Regions from separate parts of the Zea mays genome. Here all the other regions are linked to region 1. A link is a contact called in public Hi-C data. All regions are on one chromosome and are shown on one strand. Each heading gives the region's core, a stretch centred on a gene start, on an enhancer-like site or on the middle of the called end of the contact. The rest is flanking DNA. Distances are from core to core; before and after follow the strand shown. Region 1 holds the start of LOC103653668. Region 2 holds the start of LOC100283870 (phosphopantothenate--cysteine ligase). Region 3 holds the start of LOC109945802.

Evidence for each region. A called contact is a pair of places that touch in the nucleus more often than the background predicts.
Region 2: a contact with region 1 is called in a Hi-C map of ear, with 2.8 times the contacts expected there. The contact joins the promoter of LOC100283870 here to the promoter of LOC103653668 in region 1. A contact is called at or near these places in 2 of 25 Hi-C or Micro-C datasets (ear and tassel).
Region 3: a contact with region 1 is called in a Hi-C map of ear, with 2.3 times the contacts expected there. The contact joins the promoter of LOC109945802 here to the promoter of LOC103653668 in region 1. A contact is called at or near these places in 6 of 25 Hi-C or Micro-C datasets (bundle sheath, ear, endosperm and 2 more) and 1 of 3 datasets of contacts at active chromatin or transcription factors (seedling).

The regions. Positions count from the first base shown.
Region 1 is chr4:129,802,278-129,807,096 of Zm-B73-REFERENCE-NAM-5.0, forward strand. LOC103653668 reads left to right here and starts at 2,157. Exons shown (of 2, transcript XM_008680501.4): 1 at 2,157-2,381; 2 at 4,319-4,819. The coding sequence starts at 4,584.
Region 2 is chr4:129,439,489-129,444,307 of Zm-B73-REFERENCE-NAM-5.0, forward strand. It overlaps LOC100283870 (phosphopantothenate--cysteine ligase), which reads right to left and starts at 2,149. Exons shown (of 9, transcript NM_001156768.2): 1 at 1,948-2,149; 2 at 1,685-1,808; 3 at 1,307-1,351; 4 at 1,063-1,148; 5 at 896-948; 6 at 761-820; 7 at 579-680; 8 at 350-469; 9 at 1-254. The coding sequence starts at 2,065.
Region 3 is chr4:129,514,025-129,518,843 of Zm-B73-REFERENCE-NAM-5.0, forward strand. LOC109945802 reads left to right here and starts at 2,347. Exons shown (of 2, transcript XM_020552160.1): 1 at 2,347-2,449. The coding sequence starts at 2,347. LOC542670 (somatic embryogenesis receptor-like kinase 3) reads right to left here and starts at 2,454. Exons shown (of 11, transcript NM_001319769.1): 1 at 2,220-2,454; 2 at 1,384-1,516; 3 at 1,226-1,297. The coding sequence starts at 2,304.

The sequences.
Region 1 (4,819 bases), core at 907-3,406:
ATAATAAAGAACAATAAAGAACTCTCGCTTGACTTAGACAAGGATAATGATAATAGTGGATGCACACTAGTTACTCTCAATGCACCAATGAGGCCACTAATTATGTGATTATCAACTCTTATGATCCTCACCAGAGATAGGATCATTCTCACTCCCCAAAGGGTTTCTTCAACTGATCAAAAGGGCAATAGAGTTAGAGTGGACAAGTTAGGGTTCTATTTGTACACTTCAACATATCAAGTAGTTGTTACATTAACTCTAGCAAAATTTGTAGTCATCGAACAATCTCACAACTGAGTGTCTAACCATTAGCCTCAGCCAAATAAGACACAATGGTCACAGTGAGCTCACTATGTTAGACATAACCTTTAGAGTGTACAGTAGGAGCATATATATGGTCCAATAACTGCTCATTGGACCGACCTATCTAACACTAATGGAAGTTCTCTAGTCAATTACTCGAAGGTGTCAAACCGAGATCAAATGGTCTAGAGGTCACACTGTGAGAGCTTAACTCCAAAACCTACCATGTGTGGTGGCAATTTCACAAAAGTAGACATTGGTGAGGCAATCCATGCAATCGTTACATAATCGAACTATTAATAAAAATGTTAAACTTTATAGTTATACTCTATAATTTTATTAATATATTGAAATTTTGAATTCTAGTTTATTCTATATTAGGAGATATATAAAATCTATCATTTTTATTCTTTACATTAGATTTTATTTTTATATCTTTCACCCTAGAATAAATTAGAAGTTAAAATTTGATATATTAATGTTATATATATAAAGAATTGTAATTTTATAATTTTAGACGAGAAAATTTATTATACATTGGTTGTTGTTGCAATGCACTAATGGGTTGTTGTACGGTTGTCCTTGGTCGTAGATGCGACTATGTTTTTACCACTAATTTGTAAAGTTTGCATGTATGTTTCTTCTTTTTTTAAATAAATAGTTAGTTTGTCCCTATTTGTATTTAACAATGTAACTCAATCCACAAAAGACGGTCATACTCTTGTAACAATTATTTGTAAATTTGCCCCTACTTTAAAACGAATTTTTGAAATGTAATTGGGGTACAAAATCTAAGCATAAAATTTCTAAAAAAACAATTTAATATTTGAATTTAAAAATATTTATAAATTGATAAAAGTAAATTAGATTTGATATTAAATTTTGAGAAAACCAACAATATTTTATTTTTTTATTTTGAAAATATTCTAACCCTTATAGTGTATTTTAAACATTATAAATGCAACATTGTCAAATTTATCAAAATTAAATGCCAAATTCATTTTTATATTCCAAGTTTAAATATTGATTTTAAAGATGTATAGTTAGATTTATTTTATAATTATATTTCAAATTTTAATATATATTAAAGTGAGGGTAAATTTACGAACGGATGATAAAAAAATGAATAGTAGTGCAAAGGTATAAATGTCATTTTGCAAGATAAGTTACCATCCGGTAACAGAATATAGACAAACTATCTATTTGTTTAAAAAGACATATACGATAAAAGCGGAGCTGCACCCTGAGAAGAGGTCACCATGTAGAGGTGGAAATGAGCCGAGTCGAGCTTAGCTCGCTCATCTGATGAGTTTGAAAAAGCGGTTCAGCTCAGCTCAGCTCGCTATTAGCTCGCGAGTCGGCTCATCGAACCAACGAGCCTAGCCATAAAGTTCTCTAAATTATAATCTAAAATCTTAAAAATATTTTAAATAACATATTTTAAATTAGTAAAATCGATATATTACTAATATAATATTGAAAATAGATTAATTTTGTATAGTAATATCAAATAACATGAATTAATTATCTATTCAGTACTAATATTATATGCTAATTAGGATTATATATAATAAATTGTTGTTGGGTTGAGTCACAAGCCAGCTCGAGCCGAGCCCAACTCGCTCGCTCTTTTCACGAGCCACAAAAACAGACTCAGCTCAAACTCGTTCTATGCGTCGAGCCAGGCCAAACCGAGCTGAGCTACTGCGAGCTTGAGTAATTCCCTCGAAACAAAAACGCGGCAAATAAACGAAGCCACAGTGCCACACACGCCAAGCGCGAGCAGAGCAGCCCCGTCTGCGTCGTCGCTCAGTAGAGACGCGCCGGCTGGTCGCTGGAGCCAGGTGAGCTGCCGCTGCGCGGTTGCGCGTGGGAAAGGCGCGCCATCATGTGACGTCGCGGGCGCTTGCACGAGGCCCCCTCCCCGCACCACAGCCCCAGTGCTACTCCGTCACCGTCAGCCCGACGCCCCGCCAGACCACCCTCTTCTGCCTCTCCATAATAAAATCTCCCTCCCTCCTCTCTTCTCTCTCTCTCCTTCTCTGCGCTCGTGTAATTCTCTTCAGCTGGGATGCAAGGTGATTTCCTTCCTCTGTTTTCTTCTCCGCCTCTGTTTCGTTGCCAAGATTCCTCTCAGCGTCGTATGCTCTCTGCCATGGCCCCATCCCATGGCGGCAATTCTTCTCTTGTTTTGCTCGTTTCGCTGTGCAGCTACGTATTATTATTAGGCTATAGGCATGCATGTACGCTGGGTTTTGAGGGCGTGTTGTTGATTCCGACTGCTGATTCGAGGGTTTTGAGGTTTCTGCCATTGATGCCCTCGGCTAAGCAGTTGCTGTTCGGTTCACTCAGATCTGTACTCCTGTCCTTTCCTGTTTGTTGTGTACCACCCACGGCTCATGTTGCTGGTCACCGAATGCTGCATGAATTCAGTGGGGTCTGAGGCCCGTCCTGCTGGAGCTCTCGACTGCTCTTCGATCGGGTTTTGGTCTGCTCTCCTGATACTGTTCGCGTTTTCTCTCAGACCAGGTTTTGGCCACTGGAATCTCTCTCTGCGTCTCCGACGAAGGTGTGCGAGACAATGATCTGAGGCATAAAGATTCTTCTGAAACCTAAATCATCACTACCTCTTTTTTTTTTCAAAACCAAAGAGAAGAATCTTTATACCTTCTCCATTTCCTGCAAGCGTCAGCATGCATATTTTAACTAGTAAACTTTGTCCATGGCATGTGTCGGTAGGTAGCCCAATTCAGTGCTCTGCTCCTGTTTCCAAATAGGCTGCTTCATATTTTTTTTTCACACTTCCAAAGATTTTTAGGGGGAACAAGTGCTACGTAGAATACTACTCTACTCTAGATTTTTCTTTTGAGACATTGAAATTTAACATGATTCTTCTTTTTTTTGGTCCTGCAATCAGCATATTTTTTTGCATGATCTGTACAAGCATCCCCATGTAAGACGATTTCATAGTTTTCGGGGATGCCAACAAGTTTTGGCTCAAGTGAACCGATTCTCATGGCCCTGGTGTTATTTTGCGCGGCTATTGGAGTCAGCTGTATCGTCGAGTCAACTGAATCGCTCTTCCTATTGTCTTAGAAAATTTGCTCAAAGGTATGAGCTCTGACCCAGCTGTTCGTAGGCATACGTATGACCTGAACCAGCCTAAACTATGTACAGTACTTCTGTAAGGTCTGTACGGGCCGGCGTCATCACTGAGTGATTCTTGAATAATCACGCATTAAGTTACTTGACATCCATCCCATATCGTTTTCTCAAAATTGTTTGCATAGCGCCACAACCAACCTATCTAAGGATTGATAGCCTGGAAAGTCAACTTGTTCTGCCGAGATGTCAACGTATATGTATTCTCTGAAGAACATGAGATTTTAACATACCTATGTGTTGCACAAATTCTTGGTCCCAATCATGTAATCATGGTGGTCTTAAATGATTTTATTGTCTCAAGTCTCATGTTTGTGCTTGGCATCTTTTTCTTCTCCGTTCATCAAACTAGCTCTAACACCCAAGGCAAAAGGTTAATTATTGGAAAAATAAAAGGCACCTATCAGACACAGGCAGAATAGTTAGGCAACTTGTCGTTTTTACTTTGTTTATTTACCTTCAATTATTAGTGTGTCCATGGTCTTTCTGGTCTGCAACAAAATGTAGATCTATTTGAAGAAGAAAAAAATATCCCGGTCAACTTTGTTCATAATTATGATTGGTTGTATGTTTACTGACGCCACCATAATGAATCAGTTCTTCTGAAGCGCAGTAAATAGAGGTCTTCGTTACGTGGTTCTGTTGTTGAATTCAATTACATGGGCGTGGTGGATGGCGTCAAACTGTGAACACTAGTACATAATATAAACCATTCTTAGTTAATTATCCCAAGAAAAGGATGTCATGAGATAGTAACTATACTGTCGTGAAATTTTCGCATACCAAACGGTGCCTACGCGTTTTTTTTTCTTCTAGAACAGAATCTGAACTGTTTTTCTACTCCTTTTTGCAGTACTGCAGTCTGAAGAATTCAGTGGCACCACCTCTGCTTCTTATTGATGATAAACTGTCAGTGAACATAAGTCACCATCTCCTGGATCACAGTTTTTGTACTGGAGCAAGACAGTAATGGACCGGGCAGACACATCTGGCTTTGTTAGCGGTGGATCAGATGGTACTTCACTGCTGCTGATATTCTTTCACTTCGTCTACTCGACTCTGCACGTATAAGAGATCAGTAAACCACCTTCACTGTATTTTTCAAGTACGTAGCCTAGATGAATACCATGGATGATTCTGCAGTGTCAATTGGTTTCTCGGTGACGAACTACACAACAGGTAGCCATGGTCAGAGTCAGGTAACATTAGGCATAGACCAGCTGGGTTCAGCAGTGAACAATAGCAGCGGCCATGGCCGCAGAGGTTTTCAGAGGTCGATTCATGCGCCTGCTCAAGATGATGGATGCAGGCTAGTCCTCGGACTGGGTCCGACGCCCGCCCCAGACGTTAACTC
Region 2 (4,819 bases), core at 899-3,398, 360 kb before region 1:
TCGTAGTCGTTCTTACTGCACCCTTCCGTGCTGCTGTAAATAAACTTGGAGTGGCTCTTCTCTAGGAGCTTGATGATATGCTCCTCCAGATCCTCGCCTTTGCTGCACCTTCGAATGGTGTTGCTTTTGCCATTCGAGATGATGACGACCTCCTCCTTGTACGTTGCAAGTAGATTGGCCACAACAACGTCCATCCTGTACTTGCTCAGAGCCGTCTCTGCTTTCTGAACTAGAATGTCTGGATCCGTCTCCAGCTGCATGCCATTTATTTAAAACACAAGTTGGATAAAGGTTTTTCTCTCCCAATCCCATGCCGTGGTGGTTTCACCCATTCTACAGACAAACTCACCTTGAAGGATACGCAGAAGGCCAAGGGGGCCCAATGGTTGCGCAGAACGGGGAGCATTTTTGGAACCTGGCTGAGCTTCATATCCAGTGGGCCTCCGGCTGACTGGATCTTATGTTTTGCCTGCACAATGATTTCCCCATGAATCATGTTAGGAACTTAGCTTCTAGCATGACAAAACAATGCTGGATTTTTTTGACAACACATCTCCTACTACTGTAATAACTCGTACCATGCTATCCCATGGAACATAGAAGTCAGACACAGCTGCAGCGAGATAGAACATCCCGTGGAGACCCACACAGCTCATGGATGTAGCAACCATCTTCAGTAACTGCAATCAAGTGTCGTGTGACGCTGTTCAAGCTACCTTACTCGCATTCGACTCAAAGAAACAAAGCAAATGTGCAGGACCTGAAGATACTCAAATATCGTGGTGAATGGGAGTTTCAGCAGAGAGCCTCCTTCAGTAGCCTGCGACAAGTTCACCTCAGTCAAGGGGCATCGGCACATCTGTATGCCAGCCAGTACCCGGTTCAGATGCTATACCTTGCGATAATCCCCAATTGCTCTCTTTACCACCGTTGCCTGGGACTCGGCCACTGATTAAACAAGCATAACATATTTTAATCAACATAGTAAGGAAGCGATATTTGTTCTTTTCTTTTCTTTTCTTTTCATCTGAGCTAGAAGCTGTAGATTAATTACCAACCAACCTTGAACCTTCGAATCTGTTGTGACATCAAAGAAGTGGAGAAACGAGTCATCAGGCAGGAACCTGGAGAAAGGCTGGCAACTCCCTCTGCGTTCATGCAAGCATAATGGGATTTATGTGAAGAATCTTTCTTCTTTTTTTTTGCATTATGTGGATACTGAACAGTTGATAAAGCTGAAAGACGAGAAGTAAAAGTTGTGGGATTGTTTTTGCAACGAAGCAGCTGATGTAGCTTTGTGGATTACCGCCGATGGACGAAAATGACCGCATAGCCAGCCTTTAAGAAATACCTGTGTCAGCAGAAATTAAAAACGGGAATGAGTACTTGACAGTACTTACTGTTCATCAAACTTGTACTGGACAGAGACTATGTATACTTCCAGTGCATTTATGAGACAGATATCAAAACTAACGAGGTATCACATGGCATGGCACACCATCATATATGTTCAGGCCAGTATAACCTTATGTAAAGCATCATCTCTCAAGGATTATATTGAAGAGAAAAAAAAACTAAAAAAGGCATGGGTTATATAGAACAGAGTATGGGAAAGGCAGTCATCACCACGGCGCACGAGAGAGCATCCGAAGAGGGGCGGAGCGCAAGAGAGGAGGAAACTTACTCGGTGGACGCGGCGCCGCGGTGGCCGGAGCTGAAGTTGTCGATGTAGCGCACGCATCGCTGCTCCAGCGGCACCGTGGTCCCGCCCGACGTGACGCAGACGATGCGCCGCCGCCCGACGCCGTCTGCGCGCACATCGCAAAAAACAAAAAACAAAAAAGGCCGCACGGGTTAAGCTAGAGCGCGCGGTCAAGGGCTCGTTCGACGAAATGGCCCACGCGCGGTCCGCGCGTTGTCCCCCATGCAGGGCGGCGCCGCGGCTACCTGATGATGCGTGCGAATTGCGCGCGACGAACTCCTGCAGGCTGGCGGCGACAACGGCAGCGTCGCGCAGCGGCGGCGAGGCGGCGAAGAAGTGTTCCGGATCTTCCGCCGCGACCATTGCGGGTTGCGATGGGGTGGGGGGTTCTTCTTCTATACACTCGCAGGGTTTGGATTTTGGACCGCGGGCGGTTTGACGATGGATGGAGCGACGAGAGGAAGAGGAGAGTATTTAAAGGAGTGGAAACTACCAACGTAGTTGGCGGTTTGCTGTAAAGAAAAAGACACGAGTAAAATCAGGAGATGAGCGCATTTGGAAAAAACACACACACAACACAGCTTGACAGCCGTGCTTGGCACTGCGTACGGTGCGTGCCTTGAATGCCGCTCGACCCTGGAACCCTGCAACCACTATTAACTCAGCATTAACTCATGGTAGCTAAGAGGGGTGGGGATAGCCCCTGCTGCTTGCGTGCGTGCGTGATCCATGTCGTCGTCTTCGATAGATTTGGCGAGACCGGTACCACCGAACCGTGCATGCCATTTGCTCGCTGGGGGAGTTTTTTTTTCCTTAGGCAGGGGCCGGACCTATTTAGGCGACGCACCTTTGTGACACTGCATCAAGCTAGATTCAAGAGCCTGCGTTTCTGGTTGAGCACAAAGAACGACAGAACAGGCAGCCAATAATAACACACGCATCCATCATTCCTGGCTTATTAGGTGTAGCACATTGATTAGTGCAAACGCGGTGGCGTACTGGCACACACGCTTGTTGGGCAGGTCCACGAGCGATCGACCGAGCTGGGTGTCGTTACTGGATCGGAACAGCCGGGAATCACGATCGTCGTCCAGGTGGAGGAGAACAACGTACGCACGTACTACGTCCTGGTCCTGTGGTCAGGCGCGGCGCTGCCTCGTGCGCGCATGGCCCGTAAATGGTAATGGCCTATCGGCGCCCATTATCTATGCTACTTGCGTGTGCATGGATTCGTGTCCTGCTGGGATGCGAATGCGAGACATGGCACCAGCGCTCCATGAGCCGCTATGAGTATAGTCCGAAAAGGTATGATCCAAAGTCCAAACACAAGACAGGGTCTGGGTCGTAGTGATAGTACCAAGACTATCTTCAGCAACATTTTCTAAATTTTATCACCTAAAGAAATATTCGTCGTCCTCTACAACACTTTATAAAAAAATTTATCCACTACATCGTTTTCATCTTCAACAACGTTCCCTAAATTTAACTCTCTCTGTCCTGCTGCTAGATACCATAATCTACTTTGATTTTAACCTTTTCGCTACTGCATGCATGAGAAATATTTAAATACATCTCATCACTACCTTTTATCAGTGGCGGCCCTGAGAGTGGGGCGGAGGGGCCGCCGCCCCGGGCCCCCAATTATATAGGGCCCCGAACCTAGCTATACATTCAGTAATTAGACTATCAGACACAATAATTTAATAATGAAATGTCGAATAATTAGCAGCCACAAAACGTTCACAACCCGGTCTTATTTAAACATGTTAAAATAACTTTTAAGATAATACTATAATATGTATCTTTTTATTTATTTGTTTCTTGGTATGAATATTTTTAGATGTGTCTTGAGTTTATATATTGGTACCATTTTTATATAACAATAAATTGATGAGCCTCTATTTTAAATTTGTCCTGAGCCGCTAAAACCACCGGTCCGCCGCTGCCTTTTATATACTGTTTGGAACACAGCTCTCGTGTGTAGAAGGCGAACAGCAAATTTTATTAGAGGACGCAATATAACGGTCGTTGCTGGACGAGTAAAGAATGGCAGTGGACGCTAAATTTAAAGTTCAGGACCGTTTACACTTTATTGCTAGAAAGAGTCTAATATGATCACAGACGATACCTGTGGACATCATCGGATCATGATTCGAAGGGTTCTAGGCAAATCTTAACGTTTGGACCCTTAACTTACACGAGTACAAAGTAGCTCTATAGTAACGGTTATAACCTATTTTTACTGGCGTTTCTTATAACCGTTGGTACTAGGGCCAGTAAAAATCATCATTTTTACAGGCGGGTAATTGAGGACTGTCAGTGGAAATCGATTTCCACTCGCGGTTGACGTAATAAATCCGCTAGTAAAAATTATTTTTAGAAACATTAAACAGGTTTTTGAGAGCACCTAGAGGGGGTGAATAGGTGATCCTGTAAAAACTTGAAACTTGATCCGCAAAACTTGATTAGGAGTTAGCACGAATAAGCCAAGTGGCTAAAGAGGAGAACTTGCACAACACGATAACCACAAAGAGATCAACACAGAGATGACACAGTGGTTTATCCCGTGGTTCGGCCAAGTCCAACACTTGCCTACTCCACGTTGTGGCGTCCCAACGGACGAGGGTTGCAATCAACCCCTTTCAAGCGGTCCAAAGACCCACTTGAATACCACGGTGTTTTGCTTTGCTTTTCTATATCCCGCTTGCGAGGAATCTCCACAACTTGGAGTCTTTCGCCCTTACTAAGATGTTCACAAAGAAGCACGAAGCAAGGGAGGGATGAGCAACGCACACAAGACACAAAATCAGAGCGACAACACGCACCCAAGTCACAATAAGAGCTCACAACACAACCCGACGAGTTCACAACTCAACTAGAGCTCTAATTGCTATCACAAATAGTCAAATGCGCGGAATCGATGCCTTGGTGCTTAGGAATGTTTTGAGAATGCTTGGTGTGCTCCTCCATGCGCCTAGGGGTCCCTTTTATAGCCCCAAGGCAGCTAGGAGCCGTTGAGAGCATTCCAGGAAGGCAATTCTTGCCTTCTGTCGCCTGGCGCACCGGACAGTCCGGTGCACCACCGGACACTGTCCGGTGCAGATCTCTTTCCTTATT
Region 3 (4,819 bases), core at 1,097-3,596, 290 kb before region 1:
CCAAGGCTGCCTCCCTAAGGTGGACTCCAACGGTCCACCGGCCCCTTCCCCCTGTCGGCTCCGGGGTGGAGCTGTGCTCCCCGGCCGGCTCCAACGACGCCCCCTCAGGGGCCCTCCGCCGGGGGAGAGAGAAGATTTCCCCCCGTGGAGAGGGGGAGCTCTAATCTCCCCCTCTCCACTAATCAACGATAATAATTGTGAAATTAATTATTTTTGAGTTTAATTAGCAGATAACAATATGTATTACGGTACTACAAATATGGTAGTATTTTTTAAAACTCCAAAAACTGATATATATATATATATATATATATATATATATATATATATATATATATATATATATATATATATATATATATAAACAAATAACCCAGTTAAAGAGTCAAAGGGGAGCTAAATAGGGGAAACGGTTGGAGAGGAGAAGAAATAGGGGGAACAATGGTTGAGGGGGAGGTATTTAAATATGAATGGGGGAAGAATGGTTGAGGGGTAGGTATTTAAATATGAATAGAACGTACGAATAGGGGGATTTGGGAGGGAGGATGGTTGGAGGTAGCCTAACCCATTGTGCCCCCCCCCCCCCCCCCCAACAAACAACACACACACACGAAAAGAAAAAAGATTACCACTTTTGTTTGGTGAGTGCAGAGGTGTGCTGGTGGCAGAGCTTCTAGTGCACACATTCTAATGTCACTAAGGTAGATCGGAATAAGCTAATAGTTTTGGAAACACTATCTCAAATGAGCACTGGGTGGCCAAGTAAAAGGAAGTCCAAGAATCAAACAAGCATTTTGTCCGCCATTGAGTGCCATCTGCTGGTGTTGTAAAGATGCCGACAAGCTGTCCTCCCAAGCCAACAATTTTCAGTGCTCCAGTTCCAAATTGAATCAACATGCTTATCAGCCATGTCTGATCCACAGATCAAGCCACCATGCCCCCACAAATAAGAGAATGTGAGGAATTGGATTGCGATGGTGTGGGCCAGGCTTAGGATGTAATTTAAAACAAATCAGTTAATTAAGACTGCTTTAGGATTAAGTTTTTTTTTTTTTTGAGAAGTGGTTACTGGACCATTTTTTTGAAAATTCTGACGCTTCCCCAGACCCCGCACAGTGCGGGAAGCCTACGGCAGTGGGTACTCCCTTTTTTCTGACGCTGCGTACAAGAGACAGAAAATCCACATCTTGAAACAGTTAGAAAAAACAAAACATGCAGAACTTACAAATATTGGAGATTTTTCAGCTGACCAAGCTGTGGCACTAGGACGCCAGATAATTGTGCATTTCCAAGGTCACTGTGAAAGTGGGGACATTTAGAACCAGAAGGAGAACATCACTAACACTTTGAAATGAATATATGAGAGCTTTTTCATCGACTTACACTCTGATAACACTGTTATCGCTGTTACACGTAACGTGAAACCATGTACATGGATTAACAAGAGTGGAATCCCAACTCTGCAAGACATTGTTCGTATCTATCAAGCTCTGCCGCAGGCTGTATAGAGCATCGCCTGTGGACAAAAGGTAGCATGATCAGCAGCAAGTATATTTCCAGTTAAGATGAACAAACATATAAGAAATTCTACAGGTGATGAGCTTGTATGCAAAATCTGTAGAAAAAAAGTATGCTGCCTAGGCAAAAGCAATGCGATTGAAATTTCCAAAACAGAAAAGATAAGAAAAGGGGAAGTTCACAAATCACAGAGATTAGTAGTTATTACAGTTGGCCTTATGCCCTTATCCATTGTTATTAGTACTACAGTATCCGATGTTCTTCTATTCATGGTAGACCATGGGGACACATCCTACAAAACTATACTTTTCAATTTCCATCTCTGGAGACAGATGATCAATAACATCCCAACCGCAGAACTAGCAAAAAGTGTTTCTGTCACCAGCAGAAAGAACCGGTCAGACAATCCCACTTCAAAGTCAACATTAGCAATCCAATTGAACTCCTTAGTTCTGGAGGACGATATTACCATAATTTCCATTTACAAACGAACTAGGCTATGCTTGGTGGTCTCTCTTGCCTCGCTACCGGAAGTAGACTCAAAGATGTACTGAAGACTGAACGCCCAAACGAGAGAAGTTCATGGCATAACGAAAGAAACTTCACAGGACAAAAATTCTACGCTTTCCACGAAATCCAACGAAACTTGGGATAAATCCAAACCATTACTAGTGCGTATGAGATGAAGCAGGAGGACTCACCCTCGGTGTTGGCGACGACCCGGCCCGGCCAGAGCAGCACCGCGACCGCAAGGACCACCGCCCACCACCTCCCTGCCGCCGCCATTCCAACTCGAGCGCCAAGCGGGCCCCACCACCTCACCGACGCATGGGCGCGCGGGTCCACCACCCCAGTGCTACACGGCGGTTCCCGGTCTGCCGCGCCGCCGCCGGCGGCCTCTCCTTCTCCCTCTTCCTCCTGAGCTCACGCGGTGACTCCTCCCTCCTGTCCCTCGCGAATGGGGGAGTTTTTTTACTTTCCTGGACGAATTCTCTGTAGCTGGAACCGAGTGCGGCTGTGCGCGTGTGTATGTGTGCATGTCCCGACCTAAATTGTTTTTCTACTACGCGGTGGGACCATCGCCTACGCTCACGGAAGAAGGGGGCGCTCCACCGCGGTGACCTCCACAGCAGGTGACAGACGTGCGGGACCAGAGAAACCCTGGGCCCGCCTGGAAGCGAGAGAGTGGTTGTGACGGAAGGTGCAGGCGCGGGTGATGGTCGGCGTGCTTCCGGGGAGTGGGGTGGGTGACTTTGATGGAGCTAGTGGCTAGTGGACGGAGAGGAGGGAGGGGGAGGCGCGGGCCCCACCGGGGCGGGCATCTGCTGACATGGCGAGGTGACCGGGGCCAGGAATCACGTGGACACGGTCCTCGGTACGCCGGTCTCGTTATTATTAGAGATGATTCGAATTGGATATGCACGAATATGAATTTGAATGGTCACTATTTATCATATTTTAATTTAAATATAGATATAAATACGAATATTATCAAATAAAATATAAAATGAATAGTTCGAATTCGTATACTCACATGACTTAGAACATAATATTATAATGATTATTAATTTGTTATAGGTGACAAAAAAATCATGTTACAAGTAAATTATAATCATAGCAATAGATACCTTATTAGCATATTCATTAATAAAAATATAGTATTTAACAATAAAAATTTATGTCATGTTTATAAATATATGTACCACATTTACATATTATTTTACAATTTCAATAAATAGATATCTAGTAATTCATTTAATTGTTATAAAATAGTAAAAATGTTAAGAAATTTAAATATGTCATTCCAAAATGAATGAAGTATATGAATGTGTGCACCAAAATTTAAATAAAAATAATGAACAAATCAATCTATATATTGTAAAGTGAAGAGTTGTAGTTGATTAGATATTTTGGATTCTAAATATTTTTTTATACTAGGTATATTTGTATTTTGGACTCAAAAAATCCCAATAATGTAATGTATTTAGAATTAATTTTTTAATATTAATTAATTTTATCATTTTATGTCACTAGTAATATAACATTACTATAATTATTTATTTATCATATAAATATTTTTAATACTTTAAATGGTGTACATAATTTTTCTAGCATATTATGAAAAATAAAATCATTTGTAATTTGTAGTTTGGAATAAAAATATTTTTTAATGGTTTCATGGAATACTTTTTCCTTCTTGAATATGGATAGTATAGAATATTCCACGGTTTTGTCGAATACAAATCTAGATTCGGATTGACAAAAAAACTAGAAATCGAATTCGGATACATCCATTTAATATCCATATTAAAATCGAATACGAATACAAATATCCTTATTAGCATTTCAAGCAAATATGAATACGGATAATTCGAATCTCCAGACATCTGAATCTATCCCTAGCCATTTTGGAGTGACGATGTTGCTTCGTATAGCTACACTGCAACTCCCACTGCATGCGCGTGCTAGGTTGAAAATGGACCGAAAAATCTTGTCCTGACCCTACCATTTTCCATATTTGCTCTATCTATTTGTGTATTTGTGGCAAAATATGGAAACATGAGGGTCTATTCCGTTCGTTTTTATGGGATCTGGTTTTTTCCGAGTTAACCCATATTTAAGAAAATCAGGATGAGCCAAATGTGCATTAATGCACAAACTAAAACCTCATATTCTTAAGTGACATATTATAGCATAAGTGGTCATTCTAGCCACTGATTCTCCTCAATAATAAGTGTTCTAAAGGCTCAAATAACATTGATAATAGCTGTTGGGGGCCTCCTCCTTCCGAAGGTCCTCAAAAATATAATTAACTATTTGTCTTTAGCATGAACTATTACAGGAAGCTTCGTCTCCAAGAGATAAGCCTTTTTCTTATGACGAAGGACACACAGGATGAAGATAGACTCAAAGGAGACAAGGGTAAATGTCGAAGCTATCAGCAGACGGAAGGTCTTCGGCTCACAATGAAACAAAGAAATGTTGATAATGGCCAAAGGAGGAAAATACTACTTAGTCCTTTATAATTTGTATTACGATCATGTGTAAACATTAAGGACATAAATGTACTTTTGCTCGGGATATATCCCGTGCCTATAAATAGATGAACAATAATATCGTACTGTTCATGCTGATTGTATTCATTCTCTCGCATCCTAGCCTTCAAGCAAGACGAAGGTACCAATGTAATATTGATATTGTTGATATTCTTCATGCTTTTATGAATATGGAAATAAATAAATTATTTCTTTGCATTCATGATTCAATTATTAAAATGATGAAGGTATGTCCTTCTAAGACC